Regions from separate parts of the Sus scrofa genome. Here region 1 is linked to region 2. A link is a contact called in public Hi-C data. All regions are on one chromosome and are shown on one strand. The core of a region is the stretch at or near the end of the contact, and the rest is flanking DNA. Distances in the headings are between cores, read along the strand shown. Region 1 holds the start of RCAN1 (regulator of calcineurin 1). Region 2 holds the start of SMIM11A (small integral membrane protein 11A).

What was found. A called contact is a pair of places that touch in the nucleus more often than the background predicts.
Region 1: a Hi-C map of liver shows a contact between it and region 2, with 2.6 times the contacts expected there. The contact joins the promoter of RCAN1 here to the promoter of SMIM11A in region 2. A contact is called at or near these places in 2 of 47 Hi-C or Micro-C datasets (embryonic fibroblasts and liver) and 2 of 2 datasets of contacts at active chromatin or transcription factors (alveolar macrophages and skeletal muscle).

The regions. Positions count from the first base shown.
Region 1 is chr13:198,114,991-198,119,615 of Sscrofa11.1, reverse strand. It overlaps RCAN1 (regulator of calcineurin 1), which reads left to right and starts at 3,073. Exons shown (of 4, transcript NM_001243913.1): 1 at 3,073-3,282. The coding sequence starts at 3,196.
Region 2 is chr13:197,982,316-197,986,803 of Sscrofa11.1, reverse strand. SMIM11A (small integral membrane protein 11A) reads right to left here and starts at 1,536. Exons shown (of 4, transcript XM_003132758.4): 1 at 1,397-1,536.

The sequences.
Region 1 (4,625 bases), core at 1,824-4,323, 130 kb before region 2:
CTCGCCATAGGAGGCCTGTGCTATTGGACCGTATGTGCTGTCCCTCCTGGGTTCAACTTGGTGACCCAGTGCTCTCTGCCAGCATCCAATCCAGCCTCCCTAGAGTCAGCCACTCTTCTGAGCCCCTTTCCTTGATCTGGAATTGGAGCCACTCACCTTCACCAAGCAGGATTTGGATGGAGCTGGCCATCAAGTCAAAGGCGGGTCCGGAATTCCATGTTTTGGAAGGCTTTTTGGACAGCCTGATGAAAGATCTGTCATTGATCGTTTATTTTTATGAGCAGAGACAGTGGAACCATCTTCAAATACCTCGCTCTTCCTTTATTTCCCCCCCCATCTGTACAGTGAATCCACAATTGTTCATCTGAGTGAGTTCAGTGGTGTCATCTTGAATGAATAGAATGTTCCAGACTTGCCCACACAACTGAGCTGGAGCTTCACGCTATATGTTTTCATAGGAGGAGGAGAAAGGGCGGAGGAGACAGTGAAATCCACCTCTTCTCCCTCCTCTCATCCCCCTTTAACCCTTATTTCCAAGGTGGACTCCAGCAGAAGCAGCAAAGGAGGGTTGGAGCGGAGGGAGTTGAGATGTTTCCAGCCCCTCTGGGGGAGTGGAATGCACTTTCTGCCAGTCCCTTTCCCTTCAGTGCCCGCCCCCACCGCCAACCCGCAAAGCCTCCCATCCCCACACCGCTGCCACCTAGGGCACACTCCAGGCTTTGCCCTGAAATCGCAGCTCATCTAAGCGCACTGTCCCCAGAACCAAGCATCACCCAGCAGGAAGCTTTCCTCTTGGCATTTGAGGCATCGCATCCTGTTCATTCACAGCGGTCCAGACTTGTTTAGGATACATGCCTTTAGATCTCTTGGGTTGGGAGTTACAGGTAATTTGGTAAAGCAAACACCATAACTGGTCTCTTACGTAACCCTAAGCTGGCAGCAGGGCACCTTGCTCAGAGATTAAGCAACGCTCTCATCCAGGGAGGTGAGCTTCCTTTTATGGAGGGATAAATGCTCTGGTTTGCTCAGAGCCATTGCATATATTCTTCTTATGACTGGCTGACTTCAGTGATTCTTTGGAGTTAATCTTTAAAGGGGAATGGCAGGATTCCACTTAACTTCTGGAAGCTTAAGAGCTGGCCCTGTGTGCCTCTAGACTAGAGAGTGTTTTTAGTAGTAGTGTGACTGTTTTTAGTAGTAGCGTGACTGCGCTTAGGTGATCATAAAGTTGGGGAGAGGGGAAAGGACCTGGGACTCCAACTGCCATGGGACCTAAACTTGCAAAGTATTTGGAAGGTCAGAAAGTTGTAGCTTTTTTTTTTTTTTTTTTGTCTTTTCTACGGCAGCTCCTGCGTCACATGGAGGTTCCCAGGCTAGGGGTCGAATCGGAGCCACAGCAATGCCAGATCCGAGCCGCGTCTGCAACCTACACCATAGCTCACAGCAACACCAGATCCTTAACCCACTGAGCAAGGCCAGGGCTCGAACCCACAACTTCATGGTTCTTAGTCGGATTCGTTGACCACTGAGCCAAGACGGGAACTCGGGAAAGTTGTAGCTTTTTAATGGGATTAACATATACAGACTACTGCATATAATATAGATAACTAACAAGGACTTAGTGTATAGCACAGGGAACTGTATACTCAATATTCTGTAACAACCTTTAAGGAAAAATAATCTGTAAAAAATGTGTATGTGTGTATCTGAATCACTGTGCAGTACACCTGAAACTCACATGACATTCTAAATCAACTATACTTCATTTAACAAATAATAATAGAAAAAGCTGGGAGGAAGAAAGTCTTAGCCTTTTAAAAGAACTGACATCCTGGAGCTCCCGTCATGGCGCAGCGGAAATGATTCCGACTAGGAACCATGAGGTTTCGGGTTCGATCCCTGGCCTCGCTCAGTGGGTTAAGGATCTGGCATTGCCATGACCTGTGCTCTAGGTTGCAGACTAGGCTCAGATCTGGCATTGCTGTGACTCTGGCACAGGCCGGTAGCAACAGTTCCAAGTAGACCCCTAGCCTGGGAACCTCCATGTGCCGCAGGTGCAGCCCTAAAAAGACAAGAGACAAAAAAAAAAATAAAAATAAAAATAAAAATTAAAAATAAAAGAACCAGCAATCCTGCCACCAGACATCTAACCTGAAAAAAGGCGAGCCAAGGTAACTTTTCAATTGTAACATACGTTCTTTCTATTTATTCTTTTCCTATTCAAAACAGAAAATGTTCAGGCTATGAGTCTCTCAAACAGGACAAGCTCTTAATGTTTCTTTTCTCAGTTTCAGAGACTAGGTTCTCTAGAATGTTTTGGTATCTTTGAATTCAGTAGCTGTTCGAAAGTGATCGAAGTGGTTCATAGTCCTAGTTCTCAAATTACAGTCATAGATTTTCCAGTGATACTCTTAGGATCTCTTCCCACATTCTCACTGGGGCGTACAAGTGGGGAATTGGGACATTCATCCAATAAAGTTCAATTGGAAGAGGAAACAAAAAAGACCTTATTTCAAAATGAATTGCACTTTCTTCTTTAGAAACAGAGTTCATTGACCAAGACAGATTTCCAAATGTTTTCTCTAATCCCCCCGGTATATGAAACTGTGATTGAAGGGTTCAGAAAATTACAGGGCTCAAACAGTTTGCCAAGATGGTGGTTTCCAGGTTTCTCCAAGCCTTAAAAATTCCCTGGAGGCTAATTGCTATTTACTGCTGAAGACCTTCCTCCTTTTCTTCTGTAACATTTTCCATCTGAAGAAGGGTCGTCCCATTCAGCCGCCGAGCCTGGTGACTGAGTGGCTGAATGGAATTACTACCAATGGAAACTATGCTGCAAGAGGGGTAGATAGAGCAGCTGCACAGCAAACCTCCGCTCTTTTTCCATCCTCCCCAAGCAAAGTTAATTAGCATAGGGAAAATGACTAAGGTGTTGACGTCACCTCTTTCCAGTAGAAACTTACACTCTGTCCCTGTCTGCCGCGAGCAAGCAGGACTTGACTCAGGAATTTGGTGTCCAAACAGGATGCTCTGGAAGTGGAGCTTTTTTTTTTCTTTTTTTTTTTTTTTTCCCCGGGGGGGCTGGACCTCATGCTTTATAAGCGCCGGCTGGGGAAAGAACCCACAGCCTCTGTAAAGGAACTTCACTTGGAGCTCGTCTCCGGGAGCCTATTGCTTTCACCTTAAGAAAGCAAGATGCATTTTAGAAACTTTAACTACAGTTTTAGCTCCCTGATTGCCTGTGTGGCAAACAGTGATGTCTTCAGCGAAAGTGAAACCAGGGTAAGGCTTCTACTCTCATGTGGTTTTTGAACATTGTCAAAGCGTGTGTTAACTGGGACTACGTACGAACTGAAATCTTTGTTTGGAGCGGGGTGGGGGAGGGGTGTAGGTGGTTCTCTTGTGGCTTTGGGGTTTTGAAAGTCCTCCAGAATACTTTGAACCTTGAAAAGCAGAAGGTGTTGCCGGAGGAATTGACTGTGATGGCATTTTCAAAGCTCTCAATGCTTAAAAACCATCCTCATCTCCAGACCAATTAATTAGTAAGCAGCCTTTGGCACTGGGTTTTTGTCATTCTGTACAGGTCGTAAGTAAACTTTGGAGGGAGGGCTTGTCTGACAAAGAACAGAACGTTTGGCTTTGGCATCCGAAGTTCAGAGTACTTGGATTTTTATCTTAGGAAATAAATGTTGTAAAGACATTTGAGGGTTTGCCGTCATTACAACGGCCTGTCTTCAAGTTTCCAGCTTTCTCTCGCTGGAGAAAATGCAGCCATAGCAAATAATAAAACTGGATAAATAACTTATAAGTGTACCTCCTGGGAAGCAGCTCTCATTGGTGGTAGTTAATATAATTAGCCATTTTAATTACGATGCTTTCTTCTTCATTTGATGAAAATGTAAGATTTTTCAGCAGTAGCTGTGCAGGTATCTAGTTGATCTCCAACCACTAGGGAATGGATTCTGTATGTTCTTTTTGGAGGGCACAGGTCATGTTATAGCTTTATATCCAAAGCTAATCAAATTTAACTCCATCACTGGGTGCTACGCTTGCAAGCCCAGACTGGCGTTTCAGAACCAGTATTAGAAGATGTTGCATGGGTAAAAATACTACAAAGCCAGCCATTTAATATTAGCTTTATATGTGTCAAATCACTGATTTACTTATTTAATTGAGATGCTCTCCAATCACTACCATAACTAGGTATCAGTTAGTAGAATAAACACGATTATTTTCTAAGAGAACAGTACAATAGCAATATGAAATTAGCAAGACAATGTGGGTTCTCTTGCGTCCTGGTCCTAGGCCCTGACTTGTATTCTAAGAACATTCATCAAAGGCATCTCTCCTAGGAGTTCCCTTCGTGGCTCAGTGGTTAACGAACCTGACTAGGATCCATGAGGATGTGGGTTTGACCTCTGGCCTCCGTGAGGGGGTTGGGGATCTAGTGTTGTCCTGAGCTGTGGTGTAGGTCGCAGTCCGACTTGGATCCCATGTTGCTGTGGCTGTGGTGTAGGCCAGCAGCTGTAGCTCCAATTCAAGTTTCAAGTTTCCTAGCCTGGAAACTTCGGTGCTGAGGGTGTGGCCCTAAAAAGCCAAAAAAAAAAAAAAAAAAGGCATCTCTC
Region 2 (4,488 bases), core at 287-2,786:
TTAACCTAAAGTGTTATCTCAAAAATCAGAAGCCAAAGAACAGTGCTGAAACTCGGCAATGCCTAAGTCACCACCCTCTTTGATATCACAGAATCTAACTAAAAATATACTGGCAGCTCACTCAACTTCATATCTAGGGTGATAAAATTCAGTCTCTTTAGAAAAAAAAAAATTAGGGTCAATGTGCAAAGGAGTGGAAGACTTAGGCTGAGGGTGAAAGAGGAGAGGGCAAATCAGTCAAACTCATTCCCACTCACTGGCTCCAAATTACAACTCTTTCCCACCTCCCCTAAATTACATGCTCCAACTCAGCCATTTCTGTAGCACCCTGCAGGACTTCAGCAAATAAGAACAACTGAGAAAGCTAAAAATATCAACAGGCTATTTGCTCTGCTGCCATATGTACACCTGACCCAACACCAGAACCAGGAGGCAGCTGGTATCTGAGGGCTGAACTACAAACTGACAGCCACAATTTTGAGAGGCCTAAAATCTATGAAGCGCTGGAAGTTTTAAACTTCCCTTTTAACAATGGCTCAGAGTTTTATTTCCTCTCCTGCAAAAACGTCCTGAGTTCTCCTTTGCCAGATTTCTCCTAAAAAATAGAAAAGCTACTGGCTTATTTTCATTAAGCCAATTAAAGCACTATGGACAATGTATGGTCCACAATTTTCTTCTTGGCACACCTAACAAACCCCAAGGGTCGGTCTGTCTCTTGGAGTCTCATTCCAGCCACTAAGTATGTGTCCCTAGTTTGAACTTTCCGGAGCTGTTCTCATTCCCAGTCTCTACCCTTTTCACCCCAACCCTTCACCCAATCTTTTGAAAGAGCGGTAGGTGTGGGAAGGAAGGGGTTCAAGATGAACCTAGGATATCACCTGGTTGGCCTCTAAGGCCCAAGCCCGGATCAGCCCGGGGTTCCCAGGGCGAGGGGCTGGGCCTCAACTTCTCCGTAACCGTAACAGTAATCCGAGGGCCGGGCCAGGGTCCTCTCCATCCCCGACTCTTGGGGAGCAAGGCCTGTACCGCTCACACCCGAGAATGAGGGCCAAAGGCAAGCACTGCCCCCCACCCCGCCCCCTCCGCCCCGCCATTCTAACAGAACAGGGCGTCCAGAGCATTCGCTCGCCTCCTAATCTCTCCGGCCTGCGTGACAGCCTCAACACTCCACCCACCGCGCGGGATCCGCGGCGCCGGGGCAACCCAGCCAGACAGGGGCAATCCGCGGGCGGGGGGCGGGAGGTGGCAGCAGTCACCTTCGCCGTGCCCGGGGGCCCGGCGGTGAGCGTCTAGAGAGAAAGTGCGATCGCAGGGCCGGCCGCCAAACTCCCCAGCGCCCCCAAGAGCTGCCGGGCCTCAGCTCAGGATTCCGTGGCCCAGGACACCACCCACTTACAGCTCCGGGCCGCGGAGGAACCAGCCGGCACACACGACAGCTACAACGCCGCGGGAAAACTACACGTCCCGAAATGCACCGCTCCGCGCGCCTGCGCAGTGGGCCAGGACCGCATCGCTGCGAGCGCCGCCTTGATGCGTGCGCCGCCTTGATGCGTGCGCCGCTTCACGCGCAATCGCGCTTGGGGCTGGCGCGGCTTTCTGGGGGCTGCGACGTGGGTCACGGAACGGGATTGGCCGGGCGAGTGAGGGTGGGCCAGGCGCTTTCCTCCAGGCCCTTGGCACATTCTCCTTTTGAAGTTACTGGAGTTGGAGGACGGCGGATGGAGGGCGGGGCTTTGTGGGGGCGGGGCTTTGTGGGGGGCGGGGCTTTGTGGGCCCCTCCCCCTCAGCTGTCTCGCTTTCTTTGGGTGATCCTTGCTGTGTGTGGCCGAGGGCACGTGGGTCCCCAGAAGTTTCCAAATTTAGCCTTCATCGTCTCTGTCAAAAATGCGTGCATTTTCCTTTGGAATAGTGGTGGGGTGCCCATACTAGGTCCCCAGATTCATTCAACAAGAGCTTAGTAAACGGAAGCAGTTACAACGCACTCAGACCCTTCTGTAAGGGAGGGTACAAACTGGACACTGAAATTCAAGGGTAGCAAGAGGAAAGTTCACAGAGTCCTTAGTCCATGCTCAGCTCACCCTTCTGTGGTTTAGGAAACTAAAGCAAGAGGAGACGAAGTGGCCAGCGCAAGAAAACGTGCAAATTGGTGTGGCAGAACGGAGATTTGAACCAGACAGTCCAATTCCATATCCCATTGTGACATCTTGGTGGTGGTGAAAAACGAAATGTTTCCTGGAGAAAGTAACAGAAATAATGTTCTAAGCACTTTATTGTCTAATTGAAGTCTCCTGACAGGCCTGTGAAGGACATATTATGACTGTAATGAGGAAATGAAGACACAGATTAAGTCGTGGAGGGTTTTAAAGCCAGCAAGGGCCAGAGCTGGGACCTGACTCCGGATCTAGCCTCTATCAGGGCAGCCACTACCATGAGTTCCTTTTCTTTTTTGGGGGGTGGGGTGGGTGCGCACCCATGGCATATGGAGGTTCCCAGGAAAGCAGTCGAATCTGGAGCTACAGCTGCTGGCCTACACCACAGCAACAGCCACAGTGGACCTGAGCCATGTCTGTGACCTACACCACAGCTAGTAGCATTGCCAGATTCTTAACCCACTGAGCGAGGCCAGAGATCAAACCCACAACGTCATGGTTCCTAGTCGGGTTTGTTAACCACTGAGTCACAAAAGGAACTCTTTTTTTTTTTTTTTCCTTCTTTTTAGGGCTGCACCTGCAGCATATGGAAGTTCCCAGGCTAGGGGTTGAATCTCAGAGCTGCAGCTGTCAGCCTATGCCACAGCAATGCAGGATCCAAGCCAAAATGCTCGTCAAGATTGGGTATTTCTCCCATTCCCCGAAAGTAAACTTGGCTGATGAACATTTATTAAATGATGATAATGAAATGTACTTAATTAGGAAAACCTAGATCCCTCCTCCCCTTGATGTGTTTTCCTGTGTCACAGATAAAGCCAGGCACCGGTTCATGTGTTAGGGACAGACTTGATTCAGTCGCTATCACAGTAGGGAAGAGAATTCGGCATGAATTAAACTCAACTTTGATTGGTGCAGAGGTAACTGGGCATAAGAAGGAGAATGAGGAGGTTGGGGCCACAGGCACTCAGGCAGAGTTGGGGGAAGTGGAAATTTACAAAAAGTGGAAGGGAATAGTCAGCCTGATCTGGCTTTGTCGATGGACACTTCTCTGCAAGAGAAACAAACTCCTGTTTTTACGATTGGAGGCAGTGGTGCCAGTTAAAGCAAGGGTCTGTTGGGGAGAGTTACTGCCTTGAATGTGTTATTTTCAAAGAGACAAGACAGTCCTGGGTGGTCAAAGATTTACACTTCAGGAGTTCTCTTGTGTTGCAGTGGGTTAAGGGTGCCGCTTTGTCACTGCAGTGGCTTGGGTCACTGCTATGGCGAGGGTTAAATCCCTGGCCTGGGAATTCACATGCCATGAATATGGAAACAAAAAACACCAAAAAGCTAAAAAAAAAAAAAAAAGAAAGGTTTACGCCTCCAGTGGGGAGACGAAGGATTTATACTTGTAAAATTTCTAAAGTAACTGCTCTAGGAAGGGTTCGGGGCTGATTTGCTTATCTCCAGGTTTGGGCTGGAACAAACAGTAAATTCTCGCGGCAGTTTGTTGAGTTTTCTTAGGCAGGTACTTTAAAGGGGGCTGGGGTCCTCTTAAGGAGGCAGCCTAGAGCTATTAGAAACTGTGGGAGTGTTTGTTCAAGTCTCTTAGTGTGGGGAGGTGGAGGATACATTTTGTGTCAAGTGTCTACAGATGTTTATAGGTCAAGGTTGAGATCAAGTCACAAAGGGGATTCAGAGAAGCCTGAACCAGAATTTGGTCAAGGAGATAGTCTTTGTCAGTTAGTAGAAACCTTGGATTCCTGTCTGGATTCAGAACCAAGGCTAGGATTTTGTATCTTGGGTTGCTGCTCTGGGCACACTTGTTCAGATGTTCTGTGTGCTACAGCATTGCCGGGTTTCTGATCTAAGGAGGGAAGCCATGCTTTCCGTATCTGCTCTTAGAATATGAATGGCTTTTCCTAACACTGTTTTAATGCTTCTGTTGGCATACTTACATGTTTATTATTAGGAAACAGACCTCTCTATCTCACTCAAAAGAGACAAACCTTGTAATCCATGTAAGACATCGAAGAACGACTCCTTTTTTGTTTTTTGTTTGCTTGCTTCTTGTCTTTTTAGGGCCACACGGGTGGCATATGGATGTTCCCAGGCTAGGGTTGAATCAGAGCTGTAGCTGCCAGCCTATGCTACCGCCACAGCAACACCAGATCTGAGAAGCGTCTGCAACCTACACCACACGCTGGAACCTTAACCCACGGAGAGAGGTCAGGGATGGAATTCGCATCCTCATGGATACTCGTGGGGTTTGTTACCATTGAGCCACAACAGGAACTCCCAAGACTCCTTTTTGAGTTTTGTCTTAGTGCCCTGAGCCCTGAGGCTCTGCTCACAATTG